2 separate regions of the Sus scrofa genome follow, and region 2 is linked to region 1. Evidence: chromatin contacts called from public HiChIP or PLAC-seq data. All regions are on one chromosome and are shown on one strand. Each heading gives the region's core, a stretch centred on a gene start, on an enhancer-like site or on the middle of the called end of the contact. The rest is flanking DNA. Distances are from core to core; before and after follow the strand shown.

Evidence for each region. HiChIP or PLAC-seq counts read pairs in DNA pulled down with a chosen protein or histone mark.
Region 2: an H3K27ac HiChIP or PLAC-seq map of alveolar macrophages shows a contact between it and region 1. The contact joins two enhancer-like sites. A contact is called at or near these places in 2 of 5 promoter capture datasets (fetal liver and fetal skeletal muscle) and 1 of 2 datasets of contacts at active chromatin or transcription factors (alveolar macrophages).

The regions. Positions count from the first base shown.
Region 1 is chr2:76,518,496-76,524,890 of Sscrofa11.1, reverse strand. It overlaps MKNK2 (MAP kinase-interacting serine/threonine-protein kinase 2), which reads right to left. Exons shown (of 15, transcript XM_021084205.1): 12 at 6,140-6,334; 13 at 5,088-5,252; 14 at 4,365-4,408; 15 at 2,006-4,019. The coding sequence ends at 3,467. Among named protein-coding and RNA genes, the nearest start is that of MKNK2, 11 kb to the right of the region's middle. Within about 2 kb of position 4,545, at least 48 of the 83 cell types and tissues checked have an H3K27ac peak or open chromatin away from gene starts, as enhancers often do. A contact at or near this core is called in alveolar macrophages, fetal liver and fetal skeletal muscle, where this site is marked.
Region 2 is chr2:76,664,236-76,670,515 of Sscrofa11.1, reverse strand. It overlaps ABHD17A (protein ABHD17A), which reads right to left. Exons shown (of 5, transcript XM_003122999.6): 4 at 4,524-4,703; 5 at 3,955-4,426. The coding sequence ends at 4,201. Among named protein-coding and RNA genes, the nearest start is that of ABHD17A, 9.3 kb to the right of the region's middle. Within about 2 kb of position 3,200, at least 75 of the 83 cell types and tissues checked have an H3K27ac peak or open chromatin away from gene starts, as enhancers often do. A contact at or near this core is called in alveolar macrophages, fetal liver and fetal skeletal muscle, where this site is marked.

The sequences.
Region 1 (6,395 bases), core at 3,296-5,795:
AAAAAAAAAATTCATTTATAAAGAAACCAGTTTTAGGTTTACAGAAAAATTACAGATAGCACAAATACTTTCCATACCCCCGCCTGGTTTCCCCTATTAGAACCGCACCACAGCAGTTGGCCATGAGGGTAGATGGAGGGCACCTCCTGAACCCCAGGTGTGATCCTCTGTGCTCTCCGGGTAACAGATCCAGTTTGCTGGGACACCTGCTCCAAGCCCCATTTACCGAGGTGCAGACAGGTCACAGCATCGGAATGGCTTTAGCACCTCCAGCTCCGGGATTTTCCTGCCACTTCTCCAGAGGACGTGGAAGGGGCGGGACCAGCTGAGAGGAAACCACAAACATCAAATGTATAGGAGCAGCTCTGAGAACAGGCTGTGCCTGGCAGCGGCTGCAACTTGGCCAGCAACAGGGGGCAGGCAGAAGTCAGTGGCACAGCCTGGCAGGGCTGGACAGGGCTTGGTGCCACCTGAGAGGGCGGTGGCTTGGCATGTGGTACCCACCCTATTCCCCCCCCACCACGTATACCAGGTCAGGCAAGGGACTGGGAGGCACCCAGAGGCATTGAGATGGGGCATGTGGGGGGACCAGGTGGGGTCACTGCAGGCTTTGAGAGGAGGGCACTAGGGCGCAGGGCCCAGCTACTTGGTGTCCCTGAAGATTCTTTCTGAAGTGCTAGGAGGGGGAGGGTGTCCCACCTGCCAAGCCTGGGGTCCTAACCTGGATGGGGATCCTGGTGCCTAAGTCTTGCCAGGAGTCCTTCCTGACAGTCCAGAGCACCCCTGCCCCCCAAGCCCCACCTTGGCAACGTGCAGGCTGTTTCCAGGCACTGGAAGGTACCTCCTCACTGGCCAGCACCTGTCTGTTCTGTGGCCTCCCAGCCATCACCCTCACTGGGCTGCCTGCAAGGGTGACAATGGCTCACTTGGTCCTCTGGGCCCCAAGCCCACACTCCACGTGGCGGCAAGAAGTCCTACCAAAAATGACATCCAATGGGGGTCTGTGCCCTGCTCACATTCCTTCTACGTGTGTCCACCCAGGGGTAGTAAAACATCCAGACAAAGGTACACAGACATTCACAGCAGCACGACTCACAGCACCCAAAAGTGGGAAACTCAGCCTCCCTCTGTGGATGATGGATAAATACAATGTGGTCCGTACAATGGAGCATCACTCGGTCAGGAAAAAGAGAGAGACACCACGTTCACTGCAATGTGGATGGGCCTTGAGGACCTGATGTTCACTGAGAGAAACAGACACAGAGATTCCAGGGACCAAGCCTTGACCGGCCCACCCCTGACCAGCCTGCTCCCCACCCCAGGCCCTGTAGGGGTGACATCATTTGTCTCTTGATCTTCTCACCATGCAACTTTCTTGCCTCACCTGGTTTCTCTCAGATCCCTGCTTGTCAGAAGACGAAACTGACAAGCATGGCAGTCTGGAAAGGGGCTGGGATTCCAGACCCTGCTGCTGCCCTTAACAACTGAACTTCACTGCCCCCTTTTGTCTCCTGCCTCCAGGAAGTCTTCCCTGTTCCACTTCCTCTCCCTTCCCCCAACCTCCCAGGATCAGAAGTTGGCCCTGGGCTGCCCAGCAGAGACCTGCATACAGTAAGAATGTAATCATGGCTGAGGGGATTAAGTCTACAGAGGGAGGAGAGCCAGCCAGGAGGGGGAGGTTTGAATTACTGGGGTTTACTGAATTAAGTTGCATTGTCTAGGGGTGCCCCTCCCCCACCAAAAGCTGGTTTCCTGCTTCCCCTTGGATCTGCAACAACAGCATGCTTTACCCCACCTAACCTTGGTTGTGGGGTGACACAGGAGAGCTCCCACAGCCAGGCCTCTCGATCTACCCTCTGTTGTGAGGAAGCCCAAACCGCACGGGGGACCATGTGCCAGCCTTGCCCTCGGACCAGCCCCCACCTGTGGATGACCGACCCAGGTGTCCCGGAGCAGAGCCGAGCAGTTACAGGGCAACAGAAAACCAGGGGGTGCGCGCGCAAACTAGTTTTTATGACTTTTATTAAATCCTTACAAAACAGAATATAAAATTCCGGCATTGACAGTTGGTGTCAAGGAAAACTTCTGAGCTGTATCAGTTCACCTGGTACAGTGGAGTTAAAGTGCTTGGATGTTTTTTCCCCCACTTTAAAAAAAAGTTGGTTTTTTTTTGTCTTTTTTACACATCTTAACATTGAAACACTGCTATTCCCCCTTCCCCCAGCGCCAGAGCAGCCTGGGACCAGGTTGCTCATTCACAGTAACGGTTCTGACCAGTCCTCCGGGCCGCGCTGTCGATGACAGGGGGGAGGAAGTGGCTGTCCCACCTTTGAAGGAAAAAAAAAAAAAAAAAGCTGCTCACAGCTCAGCTTTCCCTAGTAAAATGGCCATGGCGCCGGCTGCGGGAGAATCCATTTGTTTTTTTTTTTACAAAAAGGCAGAATCCCCAAAATTGCAAAACGTGGAATCACTGATGGGCGAGAAATGATGGGGGGTGGCCTCCCCACCCCCAGTCTTTGGAAAGGCCAGTCCACAGATCCGGGCGGGCGGGGGCGGCGGCCCCCCACCAGCCACCACGGACTGCGACAATCTACGAGGCTGAGAGGGCCGCAGAGACCGCACCCGAGCCACCCCTCCCCCCCCACATTCAAGTATTTTTCAACAGGGAAGGGAAGCGAACCGCTGTCTTAAGAAACTAAGGAAATGGGCGAACAGCTAGAAGCCAGACGGCCGCGGGGCGCCCCGCTGGCAGAAGCACGTGTGCGGTAAAAAAGAAAGCCTGGATTGCATAGTGTCCCACCCGAGGGCGCAGGGCGTCAGAGTCTCCCCGGCCCCGCGGGTCACGCGACTTCTGACTCTGGCGCGGGCGGAGGGGGCGTGGCGGCCGCGGCCTTTCCTGAAGGCGGGCGGGGCAGAGACACCGCCCTTGGGGGTCGGGGGATTCTGAGACGCCCGGAGTAGGGGGCCGACAGAGCTTCCACGCCAGAGCCGGGGAGCGACCGGGCGTGACGTGGCCATGATCAGACTGAGCCCTGAGAAAAGGCACTCGGGTGCCCGGGTGGAGGGGGTCCGCGGGACCCCCCCGTTGGCTGACGGCCGCCTGTCTGGCCCCCCCACCTCCTCTAGCGCCACTCTCCCGGGTGGACTGTCCCCGGGGGGGCTAAGGGCCCCGGTCATTTGCAGCTTAAGGTCAGGATCCGAGGGAGCCCGGATTGTCAGTTAGCAGGGGGTCCAGTGGGCGGAGCCACCCCGCCCGCCCCCAGGTCCCCCTTTTACGACAGAGACCTGAGAAGCCCCTGCCCCCGCCCCGCTCCCAGGGTGTCTGTGGGGAGGGAAGAAGCTACCGTCTCGTCAAGGGAGGTGGGGGGCGACCCGTCCCTGAAAATACTGTGAGCGTGGGGAGGGGGACGCGCGGTCCGGCTCCCGCTCGCCCGCCCGGGAAGACGCCGCGCCCTCCTCTCCTGAGTCACGCGGGCGGCGGGGAGGGGCCTTCACAGTACCGGGCGCATCTGGGGCCGGGGCGGCGGGAGGGGGCCCACCCAGCCGCACGCCCTCCGTTCTCCTCCCCGGCGCCCGCTTTGCTTTTAACACCGTTAAGAGGGGGGAAAAATCTTTTTTTAAAGAAAGGGAACAGAAAAAAAGAAAAAAAACCCAACAGCAGAAACCTTATATAAAAAGACCCCCCGGAGCTGAGCTTAGCGCCTAGGAAGCCAGCTGGGGGGCGGGCAGCCCGCTGGTCACCCGCAGGCAATAGCTTAAAAAAATCTTTAGATCTGAAGGGGGTGGGGCGGCCTATGTACAGAGGGAAGGAGGGGGTCACGCGTGCTCTCCCACCAGGACCACGGGAGCGGCGGACAGGCTGGCACGCTGCCGCCGCTGGGCCAACTTGGACTGGGAGGGCGGGGAGAGCTGCAGGCAGCGTGAGGTAGCTCGGATGACCACGGGCTGGTCCTGCCCCGCCTCCTCGGCCGCGTCCTCTTCTCGCTGGGCCAGCTGCCGGTTCATGGCAATGGCCTCGGCTGCGAACGAGGTAAGGTCTTTGGCACAGCTGTTCCTGGGGACAGCGGGGGCGGGCGTGGGGATGGGTCACCAAATAGAGGGAGGTAGCCACCGTCCCCCTGCTTCCCTCGGGAGCCCTGGGGTCTGTGCAGTTCCTTGGGAGCGGGGCCCCAAGAGACCCTGGCCGCTGGGGGAAGGGGTCTAGAACCTCTGCTAAGGTCCCAAATCCGTCACCCAGTACAAGGACACCCAAGCACTTGAAGAGCTTCTCGCCACACGACTTAAGTTTTTTTTTTCTGTCTTCTTTAAACATCTTCACATGTGGCGCCCCCTCCTGGACCCGGGGTTTCCCACACGGGCCTTACCTCTGCAGGACCATGGGCGTGGGCAGCGTGTTCTCTGGGGCGCACTGCAAGGAGAAAAGAAAGGGCAGTCTGAATAGCAGAGCCTGGCCCGCCCTCTGGGGCGCCCAGCGGTCTGTGAGAGGGGCAAGAGTTAAAGCCCTGCACCTGCCCCGGAACTGAGCCAGGCTGGGGGGAAGGGAGGCGCAGCAGGAGCCCCGCCCTAGTGGGCGGGGCCTGAGTCTCACCAAAGCCACTCCCTCCAGATGGTTCCCAGCTGCGGAAAGGGGTTGGGAACCCCTTCCACCAGCCCATCCGCCTTGACAGTGGGGCCCTAGTGCCAGCTTGTACTTTTGGGTAAGGCCCCTGCCCTGCTGGCCTCCCTGCCTGGGATGGCAGCCCATCTGGGAGGCACCCACTGGGCAGAAGAAACATCTTTTCTTGGATTGGTGGGGACAAATCTCTGGACAGGGTTAGCAGGGCATGGATCTACCCTGGCTTGCTGCCCACCCTGCTACCTGGCTGACCTCAGCTTCATGCTGTTTGAGGCCTGAAGAGGCCCCAGTGCCTCCAGGACACAGGGCCTGGCAAATAGCTAAGAAGTAACTCCTGCAGTCCCCTGGCCCAGTCAGGGCAGGGGTCTTGATGCTGGGCTGCTGAAGGTTCTAGTACCCTTGCCCATCCACAGAGGCTGGATGGAGGTGAGTGGCCTCCCACGCCTCCCAGGGGATGCAGCTGGAGACTCACCCCCTGCACCCAGGGATGCTGCAGGACTTGGGCAGCGCTCAGCCTCCGCTTGGCATCACGGACGAGGAGCTTCGAGATGAGGTCTTTGGCAGCGAAGGAGATGTGGGCCCAGTCCTTCTCAGGAAACTCGTACTTACCCTCCTGAATGCTCTCAAACAGCATGTTCTGGAGAGGACACAGGAGAGAGGGGTCATTTCAGCCAGCAAGGGTGGAGGCCAGAACTGCTTAATGGGCAAGCCTGGACCCGGAGGAGCACTGCACGGGAACACAGGAAGTGAGTGACACTTCCATCAGGGCCCCCACAATCCACCACATTGAGTATGACCTGGGCCCAGGGAAAAGGGCCCTGGCTGCAACCCCCCAATACAGCAGGATGGACAGAGGGCTGAAAAGTGCCCTGAGATCAGCCAGCAAGACCAGTAGTTCTGGGGGGCCAAGGAAGGCAAGGACCCAGTGGTCTGGAAATGGCTGGTAGGCTGGACCAGAGTGGCTTCAGGGAGGAACTCGGTAGGTTCTGCCCAAATGGAGACCAATTTACAAGCCAGATTTTGGGGTCACTGGGCCGTGAACCCTGAGCCGCCTACAGTGCATAGAGGCTAGAACCTGATCACCCCAAATCATAGGCCTCACTCCTACTTCAACTCCCTGACCCAACTGCTTTCTCCAGGGGGGTGGGGAACCCAAAGAGTCTCTGGGAACCCAGGAAGGCCAGGCAGGCACTGCCCTATGGATGTCATCAGTGGTTAGAGGCCAAGCCCTAAAGGACTCTCAAGGGGTACACCCAGCAGGGCCTTGGGTGGGTGTAAGTGTGGACGTCCACAGGCCGGCCTTGGGGTGCACTGGACAGTCCTGGGGGATGCTCGGTCTAGGTCCACCAAGGTGAGGGGTAGCTCTCTGCATGGACGAGGCCTTTGGGGTGCACTGGGCAGGCAGAGGTGGGAGTTTACAGTCCAGGTCCCAGAGTGTGTGAGCGCGAGTGCACGCGTGTGCCTGCCTTGGCAGGCCTGGTGGGGTGCTCGGGTGAGGGGTGCACGGGAGGCCCCTACTCGCACCTGGCAGGCAGGGCAGGCCTCTCCGCGGTCCCAGCCGCAGTCGCTGCCGCAGTGGCCCACGAAGGGCGGGTAGCCGCTAAGCAGTATGTAGAGGATGACGCCCAGGCTCCAGAGGTCGCAGCGCTTGTCGTAGATGCTGGCTTCCTCGCTGAAGGCCTCCACCACCTCCGGGGCCATGTACTCAGCGGAACCGCACTGCGGGCGGGGGGCAGGGTGGGGCATTAGGGCCCGGCGGGGGTGGGAAGCGGCGGGAAGC
Region 2 (6,280 bases), core at 1,951-4,450, 150 kb before region 1:
CCTGAAAACATGAAATGTTTTAAAATCTCGCAGTAGGAGGCTCTCTCTGAGCAGGATACAAAAATGCACAAGCTGTAACTGGTAATGACTAATAATGATTTTAAATGCCTGGAAAACCTAAGAAATTAAATAAAAGTAACAAACAAAAAGACAGTCACATACACAATCCAAGTCAAACACAAATTCAGGTTGAAAAAAATATATATATATATATATCGGCTGCACCCGCAACATATGCAAGTTCCCAGGCCAGGGATGAACTGCACCACAGCAGCCACAACACCAGGTCCTTAACCTGCTGAGCCACCAGGGAACTCCAAAATACTTTTTTGTTTTTGTTATTGTTACCTTTTTCTTTTCTTTTTTTTTTTTTTTTTTTTTTTTGTCTTTTTAGGGCTGCACCCGCAGCATAAGGAGGTTCCTAGGCTAGGGGTCAATTCAAAGTTGCAGCTGCTGGCCAAAGCCACAGCCACAGCAACACCAGGTCCAAGCTGCATCTGCGACCTACACCACAGCTCACGGCAACACTGGTTCCTTAACCCACTGAGCAAGGCCAGGGATCCAACCTGGGTCCTCATGGATACTAGTCAGATTTGTTTCTGCTGTGTCACAATGGGAACTCCCAAAATACTTAAAAAAAAAGACAATGGGCTAATTTTCTTTTTTTGTTTGTTTTTTGTCTCTATAGGGCCACACCTGCAGCATATGGAGGTTCTCAGGCTAGGGGTCCAACCGGAGCTATAGCTGCCAGCCTACACCACAGCCACAGCAACGCGGGATCCGAGCCGCATCTGTGACCTACACCACAGCTCAAGGCAACGTTGGATCCTTGACACACTGACCGAGACCAGGGATCGAACCCACATCCTCATGGATGCTAGTCGGGTTCGTTAACCACTGAGCCATGACGGGAATACCTTAATTTCCTTGATACGTATAAAAGTGCTCCTAGAAAACAACATCAAGAACTGAATAGAAAAATGGACAAATACAAATATTCCAAATATGTTGGAGTTACCATTTTGGTTCAGTGGTAACAAACTTGACTGGTATCCATGAAGATGCAGGTTCAATCCCTAGCCCTGCTCAGCAAGTTAAGTATCTGACATTTCCAGGAGCTGTGGTGTAGGTCACAGATGTGGCTTGGATCCAGTGTTGCTATGGCTGCAGTGTACTGTGGTTTGGATCCTTAGCCATATGCTGCATATGCCATAGCTGCAGCCATAATAAAGCAAATAAAATAAATACATGTATGTAATACATACAGATTTTTTTCACTTTTTTTTTTTTTTGGTTTTTCGGTTTCTTTTTCTTCCCCCCCCCTTTTTTTTCTTGCCACACCTGCAGCATGCAGAAGTTCTCAGGCCAGGGATCCAAACCACACTACTGCAGTGACCCTAACCACAGCAGTGACAATGCCAGATCCTCAACCACCAGATCTCCAGGGAATTCACTAGACTTTGCCACTTTCTATATTAATGGTAGAAATGATCAGCATAAAAATAAATCTAACAGAAGCAATGAGCTGTTTGATTATACTTCTGGGAAATACAGACAAAGTTGCAATGAAATGCTATTTTCCTTGTATTTTAGGGCCACACCCATGTCATATGGAGGTTCCCAGGCTAGGGGTAGAATTGGAGATGTAGCTGCCAGCCTACGCCAAATCCAAGCTGAGTCTGCAACTTACACCACAGCTCACAGCAACGCCAAATCCTTAACCCACTGAGCAAGGCCAGGGATCGAACCTGCACCCTCATGGATGCTAGTCAGATTTGTTTTCATTGAGCCACCACAGGAACTCCTGAAATACTATTTAAAGAGCTCATAGGAGTCCCCTGGTGGCTTAGTGGGTTAAGGATCTGGTGTGGTCACTGATGTGGCCATGGTCACTGCTGTGGCATAGGCTGGATCCTCGGTCAGGAACTTTCCCATGCTGCAAGCACAGCCAACAAATAAATTTTAAAAAGTCACATACCCATTTAGAGATTGATGGAGAGAAAGTCCTTCCACCTAGCCCTTCCTTCCTAGCAGTAAGGAATTCAGCCTACAGAAAAACTACTACTTGGGTAGGAAGACATTTGGACAAGGATACTTGACGTAGCACTGTCTGTTACAGAAAACTGGAAAAAAAAAAACTAAATTTCAACAAAGAAACAGGATAAATTACAGTGCTAATAAAATATGCTGCAGCCACTAGGACTGAATCCAGTCTATATGTTGGAACATAAACACTCTCCAAGCCACCGTGAGTTAGCGCACACTTTCACATAAACTTATTAGATACACAAGTATACTTTCTTTGCTGAAACATAAGAAATTCTTTTTATCTCTGCCCCAGAGGAAGGGAACTAGGCCTGGACGTCCGGAGTGGGAAGAACACAGAGTTTTCACCCAAAGCTCTTTTACACTCAACTTTTTTTTACTGTGTGTCCCAAAACATTTTTCTTCACTTGTAAGCCATCGCTTTGGACTTAAGGAATTTGCATCTGATGAGATGAAAAGACAATGGTCTCTGCGACAAGGGCAGCACCAGGAGTCAGTCAGTGGGAGCACTGGGCAGAGGGTCAGGGTCGGGGGCTTTGGGGAAGAAATGCTGCAGCAAGAGGCTGAGAGGGGTCAGACGTGTAGAGAAACGTTAGCCTTGCTGAGACGTATGGGCACAGAGATCACCCTGTGCAAGGACCCCGCGGCGGAAAGGACGAATGAGCGAGAGGACCCGCAGTTCGCGGCTTTCCTGAGTGCACATCCCATGTTCAGATTTGCTCCTAGACGTCCTGGATTATCAAACACGACCCTAGACTCGCAGCAAGAGGGTCCGTGGGGCTCGGGAGGGACGAAGGCACAGAACCTTCCCGCCCACCACCAGGGCCGGGCACCATCCTGGGTTAGAGACGGCGGGACCGAAATCGGGACCGGGGGCACTCCCGGCTCTTCGAGCGCCCCAGGAACAATTCCCAGTTGCGAAGCACAGAAAGCGCTGCGAGGCCTCGCCCCGCTCGGCGTCAACGCTGACACACAGCCACGCCGGCGTCTGTCAGCCCACTGGATGAGCCCTCACGGGCGGAACGGCGGCAAGGGCAGGGACGGCTGGCCGGGGTCCGAGCCGCCGCCACTTACCGCCGAGGCCACGGCTTCCTCCAGTTCCGCCGCCTGCCGCTGCGTCTGCGCGCGCCACCCCACTTCCGCTTCCGCCCCCGCTGTGACCCCTCAGCGCTGTCCCGCCCCCCAACTGGCCGAAACACCGCCCTCTCTTAAAGGGGCCGCGGAGCTCTAGAGGCCAAGGAGGAAGCACCTCCAGGTCCTGGCCTCGCCACTGCCCAGTGCCCAAACACATGCCCAGTCGCCTCCCGATCTCTGAGGCCGTCCTCACTCTAGAACGCCCCCGTCAGAAGTCTCAGGGGGCACTCCGCAGGATCCGGGTGAGCCCGGCGTCCGGTCAGGGTCCAGGGAGACCCTGGGCCATCCCGGTCTTCAAGGGCATCCCGGGCGGAGGATACAGCTCGGACCAAGGCCCCAAGGCGTGTTGTGGAAGAGCTCCGCGTGACCTCATTTCTGGGGAGACCCCACGAGGCCTCAGGCTTGCTGCTGTCTTCCACTGGGTCCAAAAGCCTGGGTTTGCTAAAGACTCTCTGGGACCCCTCTCTATGCAGGGGTCTGAGGACAGGTGGGGCGGAAATCACAAGCACAGTCTGTGTACAGAAAGGTGCCTGCCTCTCTGGGACCCCAGAGAAGTCCTGGTCCAGATCCGCCGCGGCCACTTCCACACCCAGTACTGTCTTGGAAACAGGGAGCCACCACCCTCCCCTGGCTCACTCTAGGACCCGAACCCCAACCCTCTTCTGTAGGGAGAGTAACCCGATACCTGCAATTGTGCTGAACTTTCCTGGGGGGTTGTGGACAAAGTCCAGAGCTTGCGGAGCCCCAGGAAAAGCACACTAAAGTCAAGAAAGGGAAAGGAACTTTAAAATTTTTAATCTTTAATTTGTTTTCACGTTTTTCCTTCGTTTTGCTTCCAAAAGGAAAGGAGAGCGTAGCTCCGTTGCCTGTACATTGTCCACGCCCCTGGATGAGGGGCAGGTCCCAACGCCTGCCTACCGGCTGCCTGGAGGGCAGTGCTTGGGGAGCCCGGGGATTCACATGCAGCCCCCAGCGCCGGGGCGAGGTCCGGGCGCCGCCTTATCGCTGAGGTCCGTTAGGCTAGGTGCGCTGGCTGGGCAGCTCCTGGGAGATGAAGCGGCGTAGGCGCTCCAGGTACTGGCTGTAGAGCTCGATGTCGTTGTGCCCAGCGCCCTCTACCCATAGGGGCTCCACGGCCTTGGGGCAGCGCTCGTAGAGCGCCAGCCCATGCGAGAAGTCGATCACCTCGTCCTCCGTGCCGTGGATGATGAGCACCGGCGACGTGATTTTGGACACCTTCTCGATGCTGCGGGGCGGGGCACGTTAGGCCTCCGCGCCCCACCCCCGCCGAGGCCCCACCCCTGAGCTCCGCCCCCCGCCCTCAGATCCCGCCCCGCGCTCACTTGGGGAACGCGTCAAAGCAGTAGGTCTTCTTGGTGTCAGGGAAGGCGACGCGCATGCCCGAGGTGAGCGGGGAGTGCAGCACCACCGCGGCGCACTCGTAGCGCGAGGCCAGGTCCACAGTGGGCACAGTGCCGATGCTCTGCCCGTACAGGACGATGCTGTCCGGGCTGATGCCGTACCTGGCAGCGGTGGGGTCTGGATCAGCTGTGATGCCACAGGCACACACCCCTCCCACTGCCCGCCCATTCTCCACGCAGGCTCCAGGCAATAGGGTCAGGCCCAGGGACCCTCCCCTGCCCCCAACACCGAGGCAGTCCGCTCATTTGGAAGGCAGAACCCGGACAGGAGTGAGGGAAGCTGGCCGATCACCACCCCAGGCCGCCTGGCTGTACCCTCAGTTGCCACAGGTCACACCTGGCCAGTGCCCCTGTGAGGAGAGTTGAGAGGCATTGAGGTGCACTGCACTGTAGTTCCTGGGAGCGGTCCCTAGGGCCTCGCCTGCTCCTCCTGGCCACCCCCCACCCCTACACACACTTGGCCAGGGCCACATGCAGGACCTGCTTGGGCCCTTCCTGTTCCTGCTGTGCGGAATTGGCCAGTCCCTCCTGGTGGCCCTGGAAGGGGGCACATCTTCCTCCCAGCACCCGCACCCTCACCCATCCCTGGCCCTGGGAAATAGAGGCAATCATGTCCTCTGATGTCTCAGCCAGTTTGCAGCCCCTCAGGTGCTCAGTACAACACTGAAGGACAGGAAGAGCTGCTCCCGAGGGAACAGTGGGTGGCCACCACCTCCTTCTCTGGGCACCTTCCCTACAGAGTGGCCAGGTTATAGGCACGACTCCCATATCCAGACCTTCCCTCCCCTGGTACAGCTGATCCAGCCCTACGACTCCCATGTGCCCTTTCCTGACACAAAGACCCCCCCTCACTACCCTCCCAGCGCAAGGGTCCTCCCTGGCCTACCTTTCACACACCCACAGCCCTGACCTCAAAGGGCATCCCCTCTTCCCAGCGGCCAGGGAAGGTCTGCGTCTCACCTGGGCAACCCACCTGGGTACTCGGGGGCCATCTTCACTGTTTCCACTACCAGGCCTTGCAGATGCCACCTGGCCTTGTGCCCACCACCCTGGCCACTCTTCCCCGGCCTGCTTCCAGGTTTGCAATGACCACCACTGTGCTGGGCACCAGTGCAGTCCTATCAGTCAGCTCCAGGCAGGGACCCCCAGCTGCCACCTGGCTCTCTCCCCCTGGATAAACTCAACAGCTGCCGGATGGCATGGCTCTTCTTTCCAGACCTTCCCAGCCCCAGGTCACTTCTTGGACCCAAGTCTCCTATCCTCCTGCTGACTCTGGCTGTTGGGGATGAGAGACCAAGTCTCCGGAGGTCAATGCTGACAGATGACAGAGCTCAGAACCCTCACCTACCAAGAGGTAAGATTCTGCCATCCGGCATTCCCGTCATGGCTCAGCAGAAACAAATGTGACTAGCATCCAAGAGGATGCAGGTTCAATCCCTGATTTCACTCAGCGGGTTAAGGATCCAGCGTTGCCATGGGCTGTGGTGTAAGTCGCAGATGCGGCTCAGATCTGGCATTGCTGTGGCTGTAGCATAGGCCAGCAGCTACAGCTCTAATCAACCCCTAGCCTGGGAACCTCCATATGCTGCGGGTGCAGCCCTAAAAATAAAAAAAGATTCTTCCATCGACTCCCAGACAGTGGGGACAGGCTGAGGCAGCTGAGCGTGGACACATACCTG